2 separate regions of the Mus musculus genome follow, and region 2 is linked to region 1. Evidence: chromatin contacts called from public Hi-C data. All regions are on one chromosome and are shown on one strand. The core of a region is the stretch at or near the end of the contact, and the rest is flanking DNA. Distances in the headings are between cores, read along the strand shown.

Region 1 (5,643 bases), core at 1,852-4,351:
TTAAGAGTCTGGTGATCTGTGTTACCTGCTGGGCCAGCCAGGATTGGAGGTGGCTAGTAATTTAAATGACCCTTATAGCCAGAGGCTTTTCCAAGATCCAACAACCAGGATCAGAGGTGGCTAATAGTCCAAAAGACCTGTTGCCCATCTTTAGAACCCAGCTTCTTGGAAGAAATGACACGTACTCTGGGGTGAGCTTCAATGTACCTATGTTTCCTATATTATTCCATATTATACCAGGAACCCTCCTCTAAATTATACTGGGCTTAGATTTGTTGGAAATAAACTGTCTGATATTGGACTTCCCATCGTATTCATCCAGGTTGATGAAGTCAGTCTGCACCAGGTTTTCATTCTCATCTCCACAGGTTGTGTCTCTGCCCGACACCTGCAAATACCCATCAAATATGATATGAAAAAAAAATAAGGTGGGCTGGGCAGGGTGGTGCACGCCTTTAATCCTAGCACTTGGGAGGGAAAGGCAGGCAGATCTCTGTGAGTTTAAGGCCAGCGTGGTCTACAAAGTTCCATGACAGCGAGGGCTGTTACTCAGAGAATCTCTGTCTTGAAAAACCAAAATATAAACAAACAAACAAACAAACAAACAAACACTGATGAACAACTGAGAACGCATTCAGTGTTGATCTCTGACCTCCACAGACGGGGCACACACATGTACCTACACACACACACACACACACACACACACACACACACACACACCACACAGGTGATCGCGTACGCACTCATAAACATAGCATTCTAGACCCAACAGAAATCATGTGCCACTTCCTTTCCTCTTCAATCTATATCCCACAGTCCTTTGTGTCAATATATCTTGGTTCCTCCAATTTATTATCATTCTGCTTATCTGAACTTCAAAGTCCCAAGTCCGGTCATTTGTACGTCACTCCTACGCTAGGTCAGTAGAGAAAGTCCCACAACTTTGTACCGTGACATCTGCACAGGCTGACATTTCCAGTCATGCCTGAGCTTCTCTCTCTCTCTTTCCCCAGTCCCTGTCAGCTACCTACCTTCTCATCCACACTTTAATTCAGCAGCCTGGGTTGGAAGTGAGTTTCAAGTCGGCTGAATTGTCTTGGACTTATTTTAGAAGCCAATTGAGGTTTGGGGGCAGAATAAACTTGCATGGAAGGAAAACAAAGTCCACAGTGAGGTGAAGCCAGCGGGGCTGATGGAGCCTGAGTGTGGCCCAGGTTCATAGAAGTTCGAGGCCATGGTGAGGAATAGCTCATCTCCCTGAGGAGCACAGTCTGGGGTTCTTGGGAGTTCACAGAATGTGAACCGTCACTGGGCTGGCTGTTGTCTGGAAGAGGCTCTTACAGTCAAACCAGAGACAGTTGGTGACAGTGCAAGAGGCCTTGCCAGCTCGCAAGCCCACAGCAGGTGGAAAACAAGCAGTTTCCTGGGAGGGTTCAGAGGGATGAGGACATCAAGGGGGAGGCAGGCTTGGAAAGGCGAGGGCAATGTAAGGATGTCATGTTAGAATGTAGCCTCTTCTCAGCCACACTATCTGCTGAAGCCACAGGGAAGGGACTCTAGCCAGCCCAAGCATGGTGAACGTGGCTCTGGCAGGTTTTGCCTTTCTCTCCTGTTCTCTTTGCCTAAAAAACCCATTAGATTACGTTCCTAAAGCTACCCACCAAGGTCTATTCCCTTATTTGTCCATTTCCTCCCCCTGAGGGTGACGACCAATGTCCAGCTATCAAACTACTGAAGCCCAGCAATCAAAACCCCCCTGTGGTTCACCTAATTTATTTTATTTTTTTTGGTTTTCCGAGACAGGGTTTCTCTGTGTAGCTCTGGCTGTCCTGGAACTCATTTTGTAGACCAGGCTGGCCTCGAACTCAGAAATCCGCCTGCCTCTGCCTCCCAAGTGCTGGGATTAAAGGTATGCGCCACCACGCCCAGCTGGTTCACCTAATTAACACGCCCAATTAAAATTAAACACCTTGAAGGGCAGTGGTGGCACATACTTTTAATCCCAGCACTTGGGAGGCAGAGGCAGACAGATTTCTGAGTTTGAGGCCAGCCTGGTCTACAGAGTGAGTTCTAGGACAGACAGGGCTACACAGAGAAACCCTGTCTAAAAAAGAAAACCAATAAATAAATAAATAAATAAATAAATAAATAAATAAATAAATAAATAAATGAATAAATAAAATTAAACACCTCATTCTAACATTGGTTTTCCCCTGTTATGTTGTCTTTATAAACCACCATTAGCCTGTGGGCCACATCTGCCTCCTCTTTATCCAGAGGCAGTCTTTTGTCCTCCAGGGAAAATATCCCTTCCCTGTCTGTGTTCCTTTCCCTCGTTCCTTGTCCTCGGTCTTTGGTCTTTGTCCCTTATCCTTGCCCTCTTGGATAAATACATCTCTTTTAGTGCTAAGAACTTGGTCTTGGGGAGTTTTGAGCCAACTTCAAGGTCTCTACATCCAACTTAATACTACAGTCACCTAAGAAACTGTGAGTCCTAGTCAGACTTCTTGGTATCAGGCTCTCGTACTTTGGAAAAGAGTTTACATCAGAGTGAGTACTGATGGCCTTACATCCCGATCCCCAACCCCTTCCATCTGTGAATCAGAGACCCTGCCATGCTGTCTTTGATGCCGGGGCCTGAGCTCTCCTCTGAGCCCCCACCGCACTGTCTGCCCACAGCATCAGTAACTCTTCTAATAAACTCACTACTCCCCTGTAATCCATCTCAGTGTCCCTCGTGAACTCCTACCCCCAAACCCAACAATGAGGAGGTGTGGAGAGCAGCGAGGGGGTGGAGGACGGAACTGGGAAAGCCAGAGCTGCATGGCTGGCTGGTGGACAAGTGGGGTGTAGATCACTGTGAGGGTTTTTTGTTTGTTTGTTTGTTTCATTTGTTTGGTTTTGTTTTGTTTCCAGATAGGCCTCTCTGTGTAGACGGATGTCCTGGAACTTTGCTCTGTAGACCAGACTGGTCTCAAAGTCACAGAGATCCACCTGCCTCTGCCTCCCGGGTGCTGGGATGAAAGGCATGTGCCACCACTGCCTGGTGCCCTGACAGTTGCCTAGGAAACTTTCAGAGCCTAGGGATGGAGCAATCTAGGCTCAAGTTTCACAAGATCAGGGTTTAGACTTTTCCCGTGCCAACCAGACATAGGCACTGGGTAATAGTTCATATCTTTAGGGTTTTTTTTTTTGTTTGTTTGTTTTTTACTTTTTACAATCTGCTTAGCAGTCTGTTAAATATCAGCTCGGTGATAAGGTATTTCACCCCAGCGGAACCAGCTTGGTTGGGTCTAAACTAGAGGAGAGGTGAATGCTGTAATGGGAAGTGTGAAACACTCATAGGATGACTTTGACCTGGGCTCAGCCTCCTAAAACTCCGAGATAGTGGTGGGGAGGAGACACAAGGCTGAGCAAGCATCCTGAGCCGCCCCAGGGCCAGAGCTTTGCATTCTTCAAGTTCTGTGCATTTGTTTCCTAAGGCCTACTTGGAAGTGTAGCTCACTGGCTAGGAAGCATTTGTCAGAGGCTAGGTTTATCCAAGCACAATGAAAATAAGAAAAACAATGACCAAGACCTGGTACTGTGGTAGACAATAAAGGTATTTATTTTAAAGCCTTATTATGGTTAACAATGTAATATATTTGTGGGAGTATTTGTAAAGCGTGAGAAAACCATAGAAAAGAAACAGGAATTCTCTGTAATTCTACCATCCAAACATGTACCAATACCAGACAATTAATATTTTCTTCCAGCTTTTTCCCCTCAAAATCTTTTAACAGTTTCTTCATTCACCCACCATTTATTAATAATTAATTTGCCTACTGGCTATTTTTTTTTTGAAATAGGGTCTCATGTAGCTCAGGCTGGCCTCAAATTTTCTATGTAGTTGAGGCTATAGCATAAGAGGGTATTTAATAACCATCTCATTGGTATTCTATAATTGAGATGCTGCATAGTCTATGTGTATGTGTTAGATGGAAAAATGGTATCAAATTATTCCCTTAATTAGTACTCAGTTTATATTAGTACTCAGTTTATAAAAAGTAAAATGTTTTGTTGGTGTGTGTAGTGTGCATGGGTGTGCATCTGTGTATGTGTGTTTGTATTTATGAGTGAAGGCATACACACACCATGGTGCATGCTAGAGGTCAGACATGGTTACCTCAAAACTCTTTGGAGAGTACAGGTGACATCTTCTATAAAGGTAGGTTCATTATCTATAGATTTGCTGAGAAAAACCTCACAACAGATTGTGCCTTCAAGGGAAGGAATGTAAAATCCCTTGTGCAGAAGGCTGCAGTAGACATGTTTTCTGGCCTGGAGACCTTTGCTCAATCAGTGTGGCTGGAGACTTTCCCAGCACCCAGGTTTCCCCAGACCTAGCTTGTACACTGGTTTTTCTCAGTCTGTAGAACCTCATCTGTGTTTAGCTCATTTTGTTCCTCGGAGAGATCTAGGTGTGCTTTGCTGTGCCCTTTGGATTGAGTTAGTTAAAAGACTATTGAAGAAGCCTCCCCTCCCCCTGCCACCTGTATTCCCAGATAAAGAAAAATCAGGTGCCCAGGGCCTGGAGAGCTGGCTCAGCCAATAGAGTATGATCATGAGGACCTCAGGTTTGATCACCAGCATCCACAGAGAATTCAGATATAGCTGATGCGTTTGTAATCCCAGCAATGGAGAGGCGAGGCAGGAGGGTCCTTGAGACCCCATCTCAAGGCATAAGGCAGAAAGCAACTAAGGACAACTGAGGTTCACCTCATACTCCACAAGTACTCATACAAATGTGTATTGGCACTTACACGTATGTATGCGTGCACAACCCCATGTGAACACACTTACATATACTATATATATACTTCAAATGCCAATGCACCAAAAATAAAGCTTTCATCAGGCTGATGTAATAGTATTTAAATTAAGATATTTATTAAATGCAGTTTTAGATAGTTTTCTGTCATTGTTATGAAAGACCTGTAAGAAACAGTTTAAAAGGAGGGAAGGCTTATTTTAGCTCAGAGTTTCAAGGGCTTTGGTTTGTGGCTCTTTGGCTCCATCACTTTGGGTCCCTGGTTGAACATCAGAGCAGAGAGCATCTAGTGGAACAATATTGCTCACGGATGTGTAGCTGAGAAGCTAAGAAGAATAGAGAAGTAAACATTTTCCTTTAGAGGACACACATCATCCTCAGTGAGGTACTTACTCCAGGGAAGCTCCATGCCAAGGTCCCATCAGTTCTCAGTGGCGCCATCAGCTAGGGACCATGTCTAGGGCCATTTAAGATCTATACCATAACATATGCCTATTACATGCTTATCTTAGCTGTGCTAAGCCTCCCTGAGGAGGATGAAGAGTGAAGCAAGAGAGGTCCCTGGTCTCCCAGAGCCCAGAACTCTATTGAGGGGGCGATTGAGTGAGGATGACAAGGGGCACGAGAGGACACAGATGTGAGCAGCCTTTGCCAGCAGGAAGACAGGCCAAGGACGGCATCTGGGTGGCACAATCAGCTCTGCAGGACGGACAGCATCGTGGCTGGTGGCTGCATGTAGAAGGAATGGCGAGCTAGGCAGGTTGTAATGAACAAGACACAAACACCAGAGGCTAAGGCTGCACACCTGTACCCCGATGGCCAAGTGTGAT
Region 2 (5,643 bases), core at 802-3,301, 150 kb after region 1:
AAAGGTACAAGGCAGACCTCACTTCGAGTGAACTGGGGCGCATCCAAGGAGTGTAGAATTTCTACTGCAGGTGGGGGAAAAGGACCAAGCTTCTTAGAGGGAAAGGCAGTGTTAGTTCTAAAGCGCTGACTTTTGTCTCAAGAAAAAGTCAAGCTTGCCCCCTAGTGGGAGGAGGAAGGAAGAGGAGAAGAAAAATAGAGTGTATGGACAGAGAGCGACTTAGGAAGAGAGTACCAGGAAGGGGGCACCACCCATGCAGGCTAGGGACCACCCCTGGCCACTCATGCGGACAACGGGCACACCAGGGCTGTCATGGTCCATGCTTTTTTTTTTTTTTTTTTTTTTTTTTGCATAGGTCTTGATTCTATAGAGATCTCTTGCCTCCCTCCGTCTCTTGATTCTCAGCTTTCCTGACCTCACCCAGGCCAGGCTCCTTGTTACACTACAGCAGCAGACCATAGTATTAACGACACTATCCCTTATGGCTTACTCTGCCATCCAACTCAGGCTGTGGGAACAACATGAGAGCTGTCTGGCTCACCACTGAATCTAATGTCTAGAACAGGCCTGACACCTGAACCGATCTTACAACACATTGGAGCTATGGCCTGCACTGGAGGTTATCAGGCCAGACACTAGCTAGTTCCAGAGCAAGCAGAAGGACTTTATTAGAAAGGCCAGGAGGACATATATTTACACAGGCCATGAGGGAACATTAAGTGAAGCAGAGGCAAGACAAGATTTTCCAGCTCAGACAAGTTCCACCTTAGCATTGGGGTATACAGCCACCACATCATATCCCTCCGGCGGCTTGACTCGAGCCTTGGCGTGATTCTCACAGTACAGCCGTTCATCTAGGAAGAAGTACCCACGCTGTTTGAGATTCAGGCCGCAGTCGCTGCACATGAAGCACTCCGGATGGTAGAGCTTGTCTCTCGCCTTGACAATGGTTCCCCTGTTGTGGAGGACAGAGGGACAGGTGACTGACAGATTCTAGGACAAGCCTCTACCCATGGCCTTGGAAAACAGAAGTGGGGTCGTGGGGGTGCAGGTGGGCAGACTGGGTACTCACACGATCCCGTGGCCGCAGCGCGTGCACTCTGGTAGCCCCTGCAGGCCACTCAGTGGAGCACCGAGCTTGCTGGCTGCTGGTTTGAGGTTCCGGGGACCACCAGACCCAGGCCGATCCCCTGAAATCCAGAGGGCAGGTGGTATGGATGGGGTAGGTGAGATAAGAACCCTACTTCAGCAGGATGTTGCTTCTGGAACACGATGACCAGAAGCTTAGAGGACAAGTTCTTGGTTTGTATGAGGTAAAGGAGAGTCACGTGGGTGGTGGAGTGGGAATCGGGAGGGTGAGAGCACAGTCACAGTAAGGCACAGAGGGATTTGAAGAGGGGGTGGATGGCTAGAAGGTGTGGATTGGGTGGTGTTGGAAGGTGAAGGGTAAACTGGGCACGGTAGGGGGAGGGGAGGCAGGGGAGGTAAGGTGTTGGGAGTCTTACCGCCCTCGCCAGCCTCTAGCATGCCCTGCAGGTAGCGGAAGGATCCTGACTGTTTCGGCTCCGAGGCTGTGGGCTCTGCTGGCTCCCTTAACATCCTGTATACCTCTGAACCCAGGTCTACCCTGCAGTCCCGGTTCCGAGGGAGAACCCTGGCTGTGTCGGCACTGGGAAGGGGAGAGATGGAAAGCCAGCATGGTAATTCCAGCCTTGGGCCTGGCAGCCTTCTAAGTCAAACTATAACTATGTGAGTTGAGGCTCTTAGATCAAACGACAAGGGCCAGGAAGGAACTGTAGAGATTTGAAGGATTAAGATTGATCTGGGTGTGACTTCAAAGGCCCGGCCTCTGTCCTACCTGGTGGGTGGAGACACATGCAGAGCGCTCATCTGGGCTGGCAGGGTGGCCTCGTTGCTGCTGCCATTGTGAGGGACTGGAAGGCGAGGTGGCTGACCATATGGAGATCCCAGGCCCGATCTGTTGTCCTCCAGACTAATCCCAGAGACTGAGGAGCGCCTGCTGGTGGCTGGACTGCAGTCCTGTAAGAGCAAGATCTGGAGGCACTAGGAGGCCCTCTGACCTTTGACCCCTCCTATTGACTGTGTTGGCTAGCTACCTCTGTTCTGACATTTCCAGGCTATTTGCCCAGCCGGCAAAAGGGTCCATGGTTGGAATACGAATAGGAACTCGTATTCTACAGTCAGAAGGGGCCCTTAGTTCTTTCTTGAAGGTCCTTCCAAGGGAAGTCTGAGGTGCAGGGGTATTTCTAGGAGGGTCAGCTCCTCTGGGCCTGCATTCTAGTCCTAGTCCACAGAAAAGCAGCAAAAGTAGCTTTCTTGGGGCAGAGCAAGCAAGGAGCAGAGACTGGGTCTCACCACTCCAAGAGCAGCCTAGTGTCCATGGTTGGAGGGAGAGTGGCCTGAGCTTGCCTCTCAGCTTATAAGGACAAGGTAGGGGCTCTGTGGCTCTGAACAGGGTCTGGGTGTGTATGTCCATGCAGAGTCCAAAACTATGCTGACCTCAGCCCTCAGGCACGCAAACACACACTGCAATGTGAACAGGGCACACATACTCTCATAAGTGCATTTAAAGACACATACATGGGTAAGGACAATACACACACACACACACACACACACACACACACAGCCAGTCTCCTTACATATTCCTATCCATGAATGCGAGGTCTCACATACACTGGGAGCCAGTGCTGGTCATCCTGAGGAAGGCCATGTGGCTAAACCTGGGATGGCATGAGAATTCCTCATTTAGGGGACAAGACTCAAGTTCAGGCCATGGGTCTGTCTCAGCCTGGGGGATCACACACACACACACATATAAATATAATATATACATAAATATACATATGTGTTATACACACATGTATATATATATACACATGTATGTTTATACACACACTCATATATCACATATACAAATACATATATATGTCTCTCCACTCTGTGATGGGGAGACCCTTTCCTAGCAGGAAAGAGACCAGTTTGGGCTCAGGCAGCTTCTAGCACCGAACAGTCTAGCTTTCAAGGCTCTGCATTAATCACCGCCCCCCACCCCCATTAAGGTACCACTTTCCCCTTCAAATCCAAACAAAAAGCAAGAGGCTTGCTGGCTAAGTGGGGCCCCATCAATGCTGCTGGGGTGGCAACAGCAGCAGGACCCCAGTCTCCCATCAGGCCCAGTGAAAGCCCCTAGAAACCTGAGCACCCTCACACATGTATCTGCAGGGTAGACAGGCAGGCAGGGCTGGCCTCTAATGGGGACCAGATGGGTTGTGGTCGGTAGGGGTGGGGCGGGGAGGGGGTGGGGCTGGGCTCTGCATGAGACTTCAATGGAAAGAGAGGAATGGGAGTCAGCAGAGACTGGGGGGGACTGAAGTCCTCACTCACCCCCTACTCAGCTCAGCAGGGTGTGGGAGCAGGGTCATTGGTGAGCTCTGGCCCCTCCTGTGACCACCCATGCAGCAGCTTCTCTAGGTCTGAACTCAGTGGTTTGAGTGGCAGTTCTGTCACTGAACTGGTGACTTTCATCTCTCTGAACCTGTTTCTTCCCCTACCCTGGAGAATGCGATGGCTCTCTAGCCATCAGAGCCCCTCAGTAGGGGATGAAGTAAGACCACACTGATCACACCACGCAAAGTGCTTCACTGGATGGCTGTTGGTGGGAATCCCTGCATGCCCTCCCCCTCTTTTTCCTCTCTTTGGGTGGCAGTGTTCCACACAACCTTTTGCCCCCTGCCCTGAGTGACAGCTTGGTACTTGGGTCAGAAGAATGCCAACAAAAAGGGGTGACCAGACATAGGCAAACGCTGCACCCAAAGGAACAGGTGGATCTCTTCTTAGGCCGAATCTCAGCTTTCAGCAGTCTGGGTGTTCAAGGCCCCCCTACTCCAGAAAGCTTTTCTTAGCCAGATGCTTCTCCCACCCTGGGCGGCCCGTGTGCCTTCTGTCCCTCCAGGGCCCTGAGAAAAGAGGGTCCTCTGTGGCCTTGCAGAGAACGTGGTCCTGAGGCTGCAGTTACCCATTCCTCTTGGGGATGCGTGCCAGGGGTGCCCTGTATTGGCCTAGGGGTAAGTGTAGTTTTCTTCTCCCTAAATGGTTCCAGCCAGCCCCACCTCCACACTCAGAGGAGGGGGCAGTGTGGGGACAATGAGCCCTGTGTCTGTGCTCCTGGGGACACAGCCCCGCAGAGGCGGGGAGGGTGTTTTTGTCGCCACCCATGGAGCCTACGACCTTTTAAATACAAAAGGGGGGCAGCAGCTAAGGAAACTGCTCTGTTGATTGTGGAAATTCACTCCCCTTACAGTAAGGAGTAAGGACCATCGCTGCTGGCCTTTGAAGAAAAACTGTGAGAAAAAGAATGGGGGCAGGAGAAGTCCCCCTGCAGCTCTAGCCACCAGACCCTGTTTGAAGCTACTCTCAGTCCCAGCCTCCCAACCCCAAAGGAAAGGCATATTGCCATGCCAGCTTTCAAACGCCACAGGGGAGCCCCCTGGAGCCCACTGGCCTTGAGTCCCTGGTGACTCCCTCCGCTCCCAACTAGTCTCTGCCCTGTCCCTTTCAGCACTGATGCTGAGAGGAGCCAGGCGTCTCACAGGAACAGCCCGCCCGCCTTCTGCTCCCTGTTGCCTGTTTTTTTTTTTTTTTTCCTTCTGCCAAATCTGTTCTCTTCTCCCTGCCTGAAGGGCCTCAGACAAAGCAAGCTACTAAGATCCAAATGTTTCCCGGGATGAGCTGAAGTCTGGGACAAATCAGCTCACCCTCTGCCTTCACCAACCTCCCCTGTCACTGCTCTGATCTCAAAGCACACGCACCCCTGGGCTTCAGGTGCTTGTGGGGTGCATTTCCTCTTCCTACCCGCTCTGTCTGGGTCCTAAGGTTTGGACTTGAATCTCCTTCCTCTGGAGAGCCCTCTCTGACTTCTTATTGAAATGTCTCTCTGTCCTGGTCCTTTTTCTTCCATGTGGAGAGAGCAGACAAGAGCAGGCCCAGAAGCCACACCTCTCATACTGAGTACTCTGGATTCAAGCTACATCACAGATTAGCCCAGGAGTGACCTTGTCCAGGGATGTGGAGCATGGTCTAGGTATCTGGAATTTGGTGCACTTGGCTTCTCTTCTCATGAGAACTCAGTGCAGCCAGGTTTGCTCTCTCTCCTTGAGGACAGTGTGACAGCTGCAACTCCTCTGGGACATGAAAAGGGACCTCTCCAGCTTTAGAGTGCATGAGGGTCGTGCAAGACAGGAATGGCCACAGCCTGATTCCTCACAGCCACCTGCCTACCCTCATCTCTCTCTAAGCCTGCTGACTTCTTTTTGATTGGGTCTCTCTGGGTGTGGGAGTAAACTTCAGCTCTGTGTGGAGAGATCTTGAGCCAAGACCTAGCCCAGCCCCATCCCATCCCAGGCACCCTAGCCAAGAATGCAGGCTAGCCTGGAGTTGGGTCAAGCACACTGCAGGGGCTCCAGGGCAAGGGATAGAAGCAGGCATGTCCTAGAGGAGCTGTCTACTTCAGTATACCCTGGCTGTCTGACCATCAGTGTGAGAATTTCACTGAAGTCTGTTGGCCATGCCTGCCTCTTGTCCTGGGTTCACTCTGAGCTAGCTGGGCCAGGTGAGCAGTGT

Evidence for each region. Hi-C and Micro-C count contacts between places; a contact is called where the count stands out from the background.
Region 2: a Hi-C map of liver shows a contact between it and region 1, with 1.7 times the contacts expected there. The contact joins two enhancer-like sites. A contact is called at or near these places in 4 of 484 Hi-C or Micro-C datasets (the HPC-7 cell line, hematopoietic stem and progenitor cells, liver and 1 more), 2 of 115 datasets of contacts at active chromatin or transcription factors (embryonic stem cells and pancreatic cancer cells) and 1 of 9 other capture datasets (pancreatic islet).

Annotation. Positions count from the first base shown.
Region 1 is chr11:53,907,995-53,913,637 of GRCm38.p6, forward strand. No RefSeq gene overlaps it. Among named protein-coding and RNA genes, the nearest start is that of Slc22a5, 19 kb to the left of the region's middle. Within about 2 kb of position 3,102, at least 19 of the 459 cell types and tissues checked have an H3K27ac peak or open chromatin away from gene starts, as enhancers often do. A contact at or near this core is called in liver, where this site is marked.
Region 2 is chr11:54,054,285-54,059,927 of GRCm38.p6, forward strand. Pdlim4 (PDZ and LIM domain 4) reads right to left here. Exons shown (of 7, transcript NM_019417.3): 4 at 1,859-2,040; 5 at 1,506-1,669; 6 at 1,073-1,190; 7 at 644-955. The coding sequence ends at 751. Among named protein-coding and RNA genes, the nearest start is that of Pdlim4, 12 kb to the right of the region's middle. RefSeq lists an enhancer at 2,379-5,131. Within about 2 kb of position 2,052, at least 35 of the 459 cell types and tissues checked have an H3K27ac peak or open chromatin away from gene starts, as enhancers often do. A contact at or near this core is called in liver, where this site is marked.